Linked DNA regions of Danio rerio: region 2 is linked to region 1. A link is a contact called in public HiCAR-type data. All regions are on one chromosome and are shown on one strand. The core of a region is the stretch at or near the end of the contact, and the rest is flanking DNA. Distances in the headings are between cores, read along the strand shown. Region 1 holds the start of zbtb43 (zinc finger and BTB domain containing 43). Region 2 holds the start of lmx1ba (LIM homeobox transcription factor 1, beta a).

Region 1 (5,171 bases), core at 370-2,869:
CAGTATTCACAGCCTTTGTTGTGAAGCTCTAAATTGAGCTCAGGTACATTCTGTTTCCACTGATCATTCTTGAGATGTTTCAGCAGCTTCATTGGAATCCCAGGGTTGACAGTGCATGTCAAAGCACAATCCAAGCCTGAAGACAAAGGAACTGTCTGTAGACCTCCGAGACAGGATTGTCTCGAGGCACAGCGGCCTCCATCATCCGTCAGTGGAAGAAGTTTGTAACCAGCAGGACTCTTTCTAGAGCTGGGCGGCCATCTAAGCTGAGTGATCGGGGAGAAGGGCCTTAATCAGGGAGGTGATCAATAACCCGATGGTCCCTCTGCAGTAGGAACTGGAAGGTTAGTCAGGATAGAGGGAGAGATGAATGCAGCAATGTACAGAGACATCCTGAATGAAAACCAGCTTCAGAGTGCTCTTGACCTCAGACTGGTTCATCCTCCAGTAGGACAGTGACCCAATGCACAAAGCCAAAATATCAATGGAGTGGCTTCACAACAACTCGGTAAATGTCCTTGAGTGGCCCAGCCAGAGCCCAGACCTAAATCCTATAGTACATCTCTGGAGAGATCTGAAAATGGCTGTACACCGTCATTTCCCATCCAACCTGATAGAGCTTGAGAGGAACTGCAGAGGAATGAGCAAAAATTCTCAAAGACAGGTGTGCCAAGCTTGTGGCATCAAATTCAAAAAGACTTGAGGCTGTAATTGCTGCCAAAGGTGCATCAACAAAGTACTGAGCAAAGGCTGTGAATACTGATGTACATGGGATTTTTCAGCTTTTTTTATTTTTAATCAATTTGCAACAATTAAATAAATCTATTTTTTTACACTGTCATTATGGGGCATTGTGCGTAGAATGTTGAGGAAATAAATGCATTTATATCATTTTGAAAAAAGACTGTAACATAACAAATGTGGAAAAAGTGAAGCACTATCAATACTTTCCAGATGCACTGTAGATACTCAAAATCAAATGACTTGGACTATAGAGCAAAAAAATATGACCGCCTAATACAAATAATAAAAATTAATTACAACAAGTCTAATCAGGAAATTTATGAACTATACTTATTGATCATTTGCTCAAAAATGTAACATGTTTTCAATAAAAAAAACATAGTAACAACACCCCTTATAAAGCAAATGTAAGAATGAGCTCATTTGTATTGAATTTTACTGTGGTAACACTAAATACGTATAATAACTGATATTCAGGATAGTAAGTTTTATATAAACACATTTTAGATGTCATTTGGCGATATGTAAATAAACAACAATAAAATATTACAAACATCACGGTTACATAATTTATGATGGCAAATTTTTTATAAACTCATAATACCAAATCTACGATGTCGATAATCGGAGAAAAGCTATATTTTTACATTTTAAACAAGTGAAATGTCAAAATTCACAGTTCAGTACATTAGAGATCAAGCTAACCAGCTATCCTGCTAAGCTAGCATGTGAACAGACTTTCTGGACGTTAAAAGACGACAGAGACGTTGTTGTTCATGAAAAAGATCCCGAGATATCATTAGACTTTTCTGCTTTGCTCACAATACTACAAAACTGTCCGTCTTACCGTTTCCTGCATCGTTTTAGACCGGTTTTCCGTGAGCTAGCCTGCCTTCTCTCTTCCGAAAGCCAGAGCGCTACGTGACACTTACGTCATCACGCAGAGTCGCGTGGCGCAGGGACAAATGTAAACAAACACGCCCACTTTCCGGTCGAGAGCCAAATTTGACTATTTTCTCAGCGCAAAATGGCGTAAAACTGTTACAAACCAGTGTATCTATTGCCTAATATAAAACAATACATCAACATATGACGGTAAGAAATACTGTTTGCAATATCAAGCAGCGTAAACCGCTAAAATAACTGCAGTAAGTGCCGTCAAAAGCCAGGTGCATTTAGCAAGATGCTAAATAACAAAACCGGGTGACAAAAGAGTCGAAAGAAAATTAAAACATAAAAAAGGGACTAAAACGACGTTGATTAATGGACATAAAGTGTAATAATAGACGTATTATTGAATATATCTGACGCTTAAGTGTTTTTACTACTTTCTGAGTTTCAGAAAGTCTCTGATTTAATGATGTCGTAAGTTTTATAGTTATTCGATTATTTTTAACATGCTAAAGTAATATGTTTATGGTGAGATGTGAACTTAATTGAATACATTTTTAAAAGCTCAGCAGGTGGCGCTACAGGATAAGCGCAGAACTACAGAAGCGCGTAGTTTGTTTGTTTGCTTTATTCAGAGTGCACATTTAAAAACAACAGATGTTGACCAAAGTGCTTTAGAAAAATACCAGCATACAAAATCTATACTTAAATATAAAAATAAGCAAATTATATAAAACAGATAACAATTATTTGCAATCAAAATGCAAAGAGAAAGAAGGGGATTTTTTAGATGAAACTTAAAAGCACCAAGGGAAGAACATGAGCTAATATGTAAAAGCAGACCATTCCACAGATGGGGGATGTGACAGAAAAAGCCTTGTCACCTCATGATTTCAACTATGTTTTGTCCCTTAAAATTTTGCCTTTTTAATAAGGTTAAAGTTTGCATGTTCTCCCCGTGATGGTGTGGGTTTCATCCGGGTGCTCCGGTTTCTCCCAAAGTCCAAACACGTGCACTATAGGGGAATTGATGAACTAAACTGGCCATAGTGTATGTGTGTTTGTGAATGTGTGTGTATGGGTGTCTCCCAAATACTGGGTTGCAGCTGGAAGGGCATCCGCTGCATAAAACATACTCTGGATAAGTTGGTGGTTCATTCCGCTGTGGTGAATAAAGTGGCTAAGGCTAAGGAAAATGAATGAATGCATTACCCTGTAAACATTTTGTGACCTTTCTTCACAATTAAAATGTAATTTAGAGCCTTTGTGACTGACCCAGGACAACAAAATCAGTCGTAAGGGTGCATTTATTTGAAATCAGATTTATACAAAGCAAAAATAAGCTTTCCATTGGTGTATGGCTATAGCAAGGACAGGAAATAATTATTTGAAACTTCACACTACCTGACAAAAGTCTTATCGCCTATTCAAGTTTTAAGAACAACAAACAATAACTTGACTTCTACTTGATTATTTGGTATCAGAAGTGGCTTATATAAAAGGAAAATTACCACAATAAAATATGATCATGCCTTGATTTTGAATGATTTCATTAGGACAGTAAGGTCTGACTTTGCTTAGACAAAAGTCTCATCACTGAACAGAAATAATGTCCAGTACAGAATATAAAGTCCTGCTGCAGTGGAGACAGAATGAATATTGTGTCTGACTCCATCATGAGCTTGGAGGACTGCATCCATACATCTCTGACATGACTCAAATCACTGATTAATAAAGTCATCTGGAATGGCAAAGAAAGCGTTCCTGCAGGACTCCCAGAGTTCATCAAGAGTCTTTGGATTCATCTTCAACGCCTCCGCCTTCATCTTACCCCAGACATGCTCAATAATGTTCATGTCTGGTGACTGGGCTGGCCAATCCTGGAGCACCTTGACCTTCTTTGCTTTCAGGAGCTTTGATGTGGAGGCTGAAGTATGAGGAGCGCTATCCTGCTGGAGAATTTGCCCTCTCCTGTGGTTTGTAATGTAATGGGCAGCACAAATGTCTTGATACCTCAGGCTGATGATGTTGATCATCCACTCTGCAGATCTCTCGCACGCCCCCATACTGAATGTAACCCCAAACCATGATTTTTCCTTCCCCAAACTTGACAGATAGCTGTGAAAATCTTGGCTCCATGTGGGTTCCAGTAGGTCTTCTGCAGTATTTGTGATGATTGGGATGCAGATCAACAGATGATTCAGCAGAAAAATCCACCTTCTGATCAACCAGAACAGGCATCGATGACAAGATTTTTGTCAGGTAGTGGAGAATCAAAGAGGGAAAAAATAAATAAATAAGACAAAATCGGCTTTAAATTTGCACAAATTAGCAATGCACATTATTAATCTATTAATTTTGGCCTTATTTATCGGGAGTCGCCAGAGTGGAATGAACCGCCAACTAACCAGAAAATGATTACGCAGGGAATGTGCTTCCAGCATTACTGGGTAACACCCATACACTCTCACATTCACACACACACACACTCATACACTACGGCCAATTTAGTTCACCCAATTCCCCTATAGCACATGTGTTTGGACTGTGGGGGAAACCGGGGCAACCGGAGAAAACCCACACCAACACTGGGTGTAGAAGCCATATTTCATAGTTTATTGTTCTAGGTAATTTTCATGATTCTTTGTGTTATATAATGTGTTCTTGCTGACTTGCATGTCATATACACTGAGTTACTTTTCTACTGCGCATGTGTAGTATGCTTCAGATAGTACGTGCGTTTTTTGTGACACAAGTGAGTTTCTTAGTGTGTGTTCCAACCCTAATTAAACACACCTGATCAAACTAATTGAGTCCTTCAGGCTTGTTTAAAACCTACAGGTAAGTGTGTTGGAGCAGTGTTGGAACTAAACTGTGCAGGGCTTCGGCCCTCCAGGAATTGAGTTTGACACCCCTGCTTTAGACCGTAAAAGTGAAATATTGAAGTTATAGTTCATCAGGCTGGAACAAACAAGTTGTATGCGAGTGGATTTTGACGGCATTGGCAGGTGTTGATATCTGATGTGAAAATAAATGAAGATACGCTAAATTTCATGGACTCTCGTGTCGTGATCAAGTGTAAGAGCACTAATACACGTCAAGACTTGTGAAATGATCATAATGGTTACATGTACCCTACACAGGGAGAACATGCAAACTCCACATAAAAACACTAACTGGCTTAGGTGGGGCTCGAACCAGCAACCTTCTAGGTCACAGGTGTCAAACTCAGTTCCAAAAGGCACTGCAGCTCTGCACAGTTTAGTTCCAACCCTAGTTAAACACACCTGATCAAACTAATTGAGTCCTTCAGGCTTGTTTAAAACCTACAATGTGTTGGAGCAGGGTTGGAATTAAACTGTGCAGGGCTTCGGCCCTCCAGGAATTGAGTTTGACACCCCTGTTCTAGGTTAATAATACTCAAACACACAAAAAAGCCTTGTTTTTGTGATCAGCCAGCACATAAAAGAGTACAAACGTTGATTAAGTGTACAATTACGTATGTCAGCAAACATCTTGTTCATAAAAAATAGAAA
Region 2 (5,213 bases), core at 1,392-3,891, 220 kb after region 1:
CACACACACTCTGATGATGAGCGCAGTCTGCACCTGACGACACACACACACACACACACACACACACACACACATGCTGCATTTTTATTTGATTTTATGTTAACACTTTACCATAAGGTTGAATTACTTAATGAATTTATTAAAATGGACAAACAATGCATTTACTATAATATTTGCTCATGTTATTAAATACAGTCGATTATTGTTTGTTCATGTTAAATCACGGCGCATTAACTATGTTAACAGGCATGAATTTAGATTGTATTATTGCATCAGCAAATGTTGAACTGATTAATAAATTCTGTACATGTATTGTTCATAATTAGCTCGCTAGCAAATGCATAAACTAATTCAACATTATTGTAAAGTGTGACCGACTTCATTATGGTTGCATGTATAACCCCATCACACACACGCAGTAGAGTTTAAAAAACATCATGCCAGTGTTGTTGTCATAATTAAATGTTGGGTCAAATATGCACTCAAAAATGATTTGTGTTGCCTTTCAAACTACTTATTTAAAATGAGTGGAAACAGCACACTTCTTTAGATTTTTTTGAGGGATATTGTAATTATTTTATGTTTAAAGTTTTTCACAAATTGATTTGTATTAACGTGAATGAACTGTGTGGAACCCTGCATTTGTTTACAGTAAAACACAAGGTTGGGTTATTTTTTATTAAATGTAGGCTAAATTGCACTTTTTAACCCGGAAGGGCTACAAACACAAGGTTTGGTTGATTGTTTTTCATTAAATGTAGGCTAAATTACCTTTTTAACCCAACTGTTGGGCTGCAAACACAGGGCTGGGTTAATTGTTTTTGTTTATTAAATGTAGGCTAAATTACACTTTCAACCCAACGGATGGGCTACAAACACAAGGTTTGATTACTTGTTTTTCATTAAATGTAGGCTAAAATACACTTTTTTAACCCAACGATTGACCTACAAACACAAAGTTGGGTTAATTGTTCTTTATTAAAACGTAGGCAACACTTTTTTTAACCCTACGATTGTGCTACAACACAAGGTTGAGTTAATTGTTCTTTATTAAGATGTAGGCTAAACTACACTTTTTAAACTCAACGATTGACCTAACACAGGATTGGGCTAATTGTTCTTTATTAAATTAGGCTAAATTACACTTTTTTTTAAGCCAACGATTGTGCTACAAACACAAGGTTGGATTAATTGTTTTTTGTTTATTACTTGTAGGCTAAATTACGGTTGCTCTACAAACACAAGGCTGGGTTAATAGTTTTGTTTTATTTATTTATATAAAGTAGCCTAAATTACACGTTTTAACCCAACTGTTAGACTTGTCCATTTTTTTTAATTTGGGTTACAAAAACACAGCATTTTTAGTGAATAAATAAGTAATAAAAACAAATGCATCGACACAACTTACATTTGAAACTCAGAATAAAATCTAGCCTTTCTTGAAGTAAACCTAAAAGCAAAACTAAAAAAATCGTTACGCGGAGTTATTATCAAACCATTTAATTTGATTTACGCATGTTTTTATATTTATGCTTTTAATTATATTATAACAGATTAATATTACAAGTTGTTTAAATTGTTGGACTGAAATGTCACATCTATCTTCAATTAAATATGTTAAACTGAATAACAGGTTACATGTCAACAAACACTTCGTGTGTTTATTCAGAGGAAACGTTGCACACCGTGTTTGCATTGTGTTTGTATTGTGTTAATATTTCGGCACCGGTTGCTATTATTTAATATAGCCTGCCCTGTACATTTTATCGTTTTTAATTCATAAAAACAAAAAGATAAAATAAATAATAAAAAAAGAAAATATATGAAAATTTATTAATGCAAAAGACAACTTAGTTTTCATATATATATATATATATATATATATATATATATATATATATATATATATATATATATATATATATATATATATATATATATATTACTAATGAAGAACGTGTAATATTAAATTATACTGTTTTTATTACGCAACGCAATTCTGTAACAAAAATGTGTGAAGTCTAATGCCATCATTTAAATCGTGTGTTTTTAATTGTAAATTGTAAATTTACAAGCGCTGTAAAAAAAAAAAACATGAAAACATGCACATTTAACTATGATCTGAGCCGTGAAAATATTATCCTAATGCTGGGTTGTTGGGTTAATTTTCTGTTTGATTGTTGCAATTACATAACACAAATAAATAACACTTTTTAACACCGCATTTTCAGTGTGTGTATACTGAAGTGTCAGTCCTCTGAGAGTGTGTGTGAAACTCACCCAGCATCACTCCTAGAGTCTCCGCTCCTGTCCTGAACTGATCCTCAATTTTGATTCCGTCCAGCATGTCTACTTGAAGAGTTGCCGGACACTGACTCTCTCCAGACGCGTAAAACCGATCCCAAAAAGACACACGAGACAGAAACTAAAAGTAAACTATGTCATCTGTCGCTTATTGGTTTAATAGACAAGACAAAACAGCGCGTTTAAAGATCTGCGTGTACTGCGCCTGATCACACCGACTCTGAGGATCTTCCAGCCGGATCTGTCGAGAGGGTCGGTGTTGGAGTTTTGGTGGAGAAGTTGTAGTAATCCAGCGGTGTGTGTATGTGTGTGTGTGTATGAGCTCCTCTTGAGGATCCTGGAGCTGCTGAACTCCCTCTGATCGCGTCATTCTGCTGAGCTGCATGTGATGCCATTGGTGCTGGATCGCGCAGAACCGCCTACAACACACACACTCATAGAAAGACACCCCAACACACAAACAGACATACACAGACAGAAAGACAAACACACACACAAACAGATATAGACAAAGCACACACACACACACACACACACAGAAATACAGACACACACACAAAGTCAGGCAGACACACAAAGACACAAGCACAAAAATACAAACACGCACAACTCTCTCTCTCTCTCTCTCTCTCTCTCCCACACACACACACACACACACACACACACACACACACACACACACACACACACACACACACACACAAAGAATGAATGCAGACAGACACACGTAAAAACAGAGACACAAGAAAACACACACACACACACACACGCACGCACGCACGCACACACACACACACACACACACACACACAGAGAGAGTGAAATACAGACACGCACAAATACATAGAGAGACAAACACGCAGACATACACACACAAAAAAGACACACACACACTTAAATATTTCCATGAAGGACATTTAACATTCATTTTCATTGCTGAAGATATTTAGAGACAATCTAAAATGATTTTCTTCACATTATAAGACGGAACTAAAAATGCAAAATAATAAATAAACAAATAAATGAATAATTAAATGCATCGTATTCATATCATATCTTAAATAATCTGCATAATCTAACTAAATTATAGTTTTATTCACGTCAAAACTATGTAAACGCTAAAATGCTGGGTATAACCCAGAGTAAAATGAACAAGCTCAACAGAAAAAAGTCATTTAAATTTAATGTAAAATTAACCCAACGTTGGGTTTGACCATATTGACCCGGCGTCAGGTTATAAACTGTCCTGAACTGACCCTCAATTTTGATTCCGTCCAGCATGTCGATCTGATTCTGAAGTGTTGCCGGACACTCTGTCCTAAACCAGAGTAAATTATCAAGCTCAACAGTTGAATAAAAACAAAAAAGCCCGACGTCAGGTTATTAACTCAGCATTAATATGCCCGATACATAAAGTTGAGGCAGCTGAAGCAGAGGTCAGATCAGGTGAATAATACTCCTTCAGGCAATAACGACACTAACTAACTAACTAACTAACTAACTAACTAACTAACTAACTAACTTATCATACCTCCATCCATCTGCTTGGGTTTTATTTGCGAAATAAATAGTTTGATTTAACAAAACGGCAATAAATATAATCGATGGCTACTATTTTTATTATTAGCTTTTCCCCCATGTCATTAAATATATAAACGCGTTTTAGCTTAAAGTTTAACTTGACATTTTAAATAGGCCAATAAACCTCTAATATAACACACATCAGGCATGAGCAACTTCAAATAATCTTTATTTATTAAAAGAACTGACGGATCTGCAACAGACAAGTTGACAATAGATTTTCATTTATTCATTGATTTTCTTTTCGGCTATGTCCCTTTATTAATCTGGGGTCACCACAGCGGAATGAACCGCCCACTTATCCAGCATATGTTTTATGCAGCGGATGCCCTTCCACCTGCAACCCATCACTGAGAAACATCCACACACTCATTCACACACACTACGGACAATTTAGCTTATCCAATTCACATGTTCCGCTTGTCTTTGGACTGTGGGGGAAACCGGACCTCGCGTACGCGGGAAGAACATAAACTCCACACAGAAACGCCAACTGCACCAGCCCAGGCTCGAAACAAGCGACCTTCTTGCTGTGAGGCCAACTTTGTTCAACAATTTTACACTGTAAAAAGCAATTACTTAATAAGGTGAGTAAACCCATTGCCCTAAAAGTGTTAAGTAAAATCAACTTGTCATTTTTAAGTTACAACAGAAGTACTTACATTTTTATGTTAACTTAACTTTTTTTTTTAGAATTATGCACATGGCTCATTAATAATTTGAAGGCAATGAGTTTACACAATTTTTCAACTAAATCACTATTTACAGACAACACTGAAATAAATGCCGGGTTTAACACAATTCCTTAATGCTGTCTCAACACAAATCAATTAAGTTAACTCAATTGTTTTTAGAAATTTAAGTAGATTGAACATAAAACAATTAAGTTGTCCCAAAAACACCCAAGAATGGTGTTAATTCAGCTCATTTTAAATAAGTAGTTTGAACAAGCAACAAAGATTTTGTTGTATACAAAATATCGACATAAACATAATAATAATATTAATATATAATACATATTAATACAATATATTGTATTAATGAAAATTGGTATCGGGTTTTAAAATTACAATATTATTTTTTCCTCTTAAGCGGATTGTATTTAATTGGTTTGCAACAATTTTTCGACTTATGTGAAATAGTAAATTCGAGTCTGTTTTTAATAGCAACGATTCGTTTTATTTCTCGCGCATGCAGCTGCTCTGAAAACTGCGCTTCTTTTATCTCCACGAAGTGACATTATCTCCATGATTAATAAAGACCCAGATAAAAGCTGATTTAATCTCTCCCCGCATAATATCCATGTAAAATTCATAAGGAGAATCTTT

What was found. HiCAR-type assays count read pairs that join an accessible place to other places.
Region 2: a HiCAR-type map of caudal fin shows a contact between it and region 1, with 15 times the contacts expected there. The contact joins the promoter of lmx1ba here to the promoter of zbtb43 in region 1. A contact is called at or near these places in 7 of 18 Hi-C or Micro-C datasets (caudal fin, embryo, fibroblasts and 2 more) and 2 of 4 datasets of contacts at active chromatin or transcription factors (caudal fin and embryo).

Annotation. Positions count from the first base shown.
Region 1 is chr5:5,576,186-5,581,356 of GRCz12tu, forward strand. zbtb43 (zinc finger and BTB domain containing 43) reads right to left here and starts at 1,620. Exons shown (of 2, transcript NM_001110024.1): 1 at 1,592-1,620. It overlaps LOC137495547 (a long non-coding RNA gene), which reads left to right and starts at 1,687. Exons shown (of 3, transcript XR_011015415.2): 1 at 1,687-1,839.
Region 2 is chr5:5,795,306-5,800,518 of GRCz12tu, forward strand. It overlaps lmx1ba (LIM homeobox transcription factor 1, beta a), which reads right to left and starts at 2,642. Exons shown (of 8, transcript NM_001362592.1): 1 at 2,281-2,642; 2 at 1-33. The coding sequence starts at 2,347.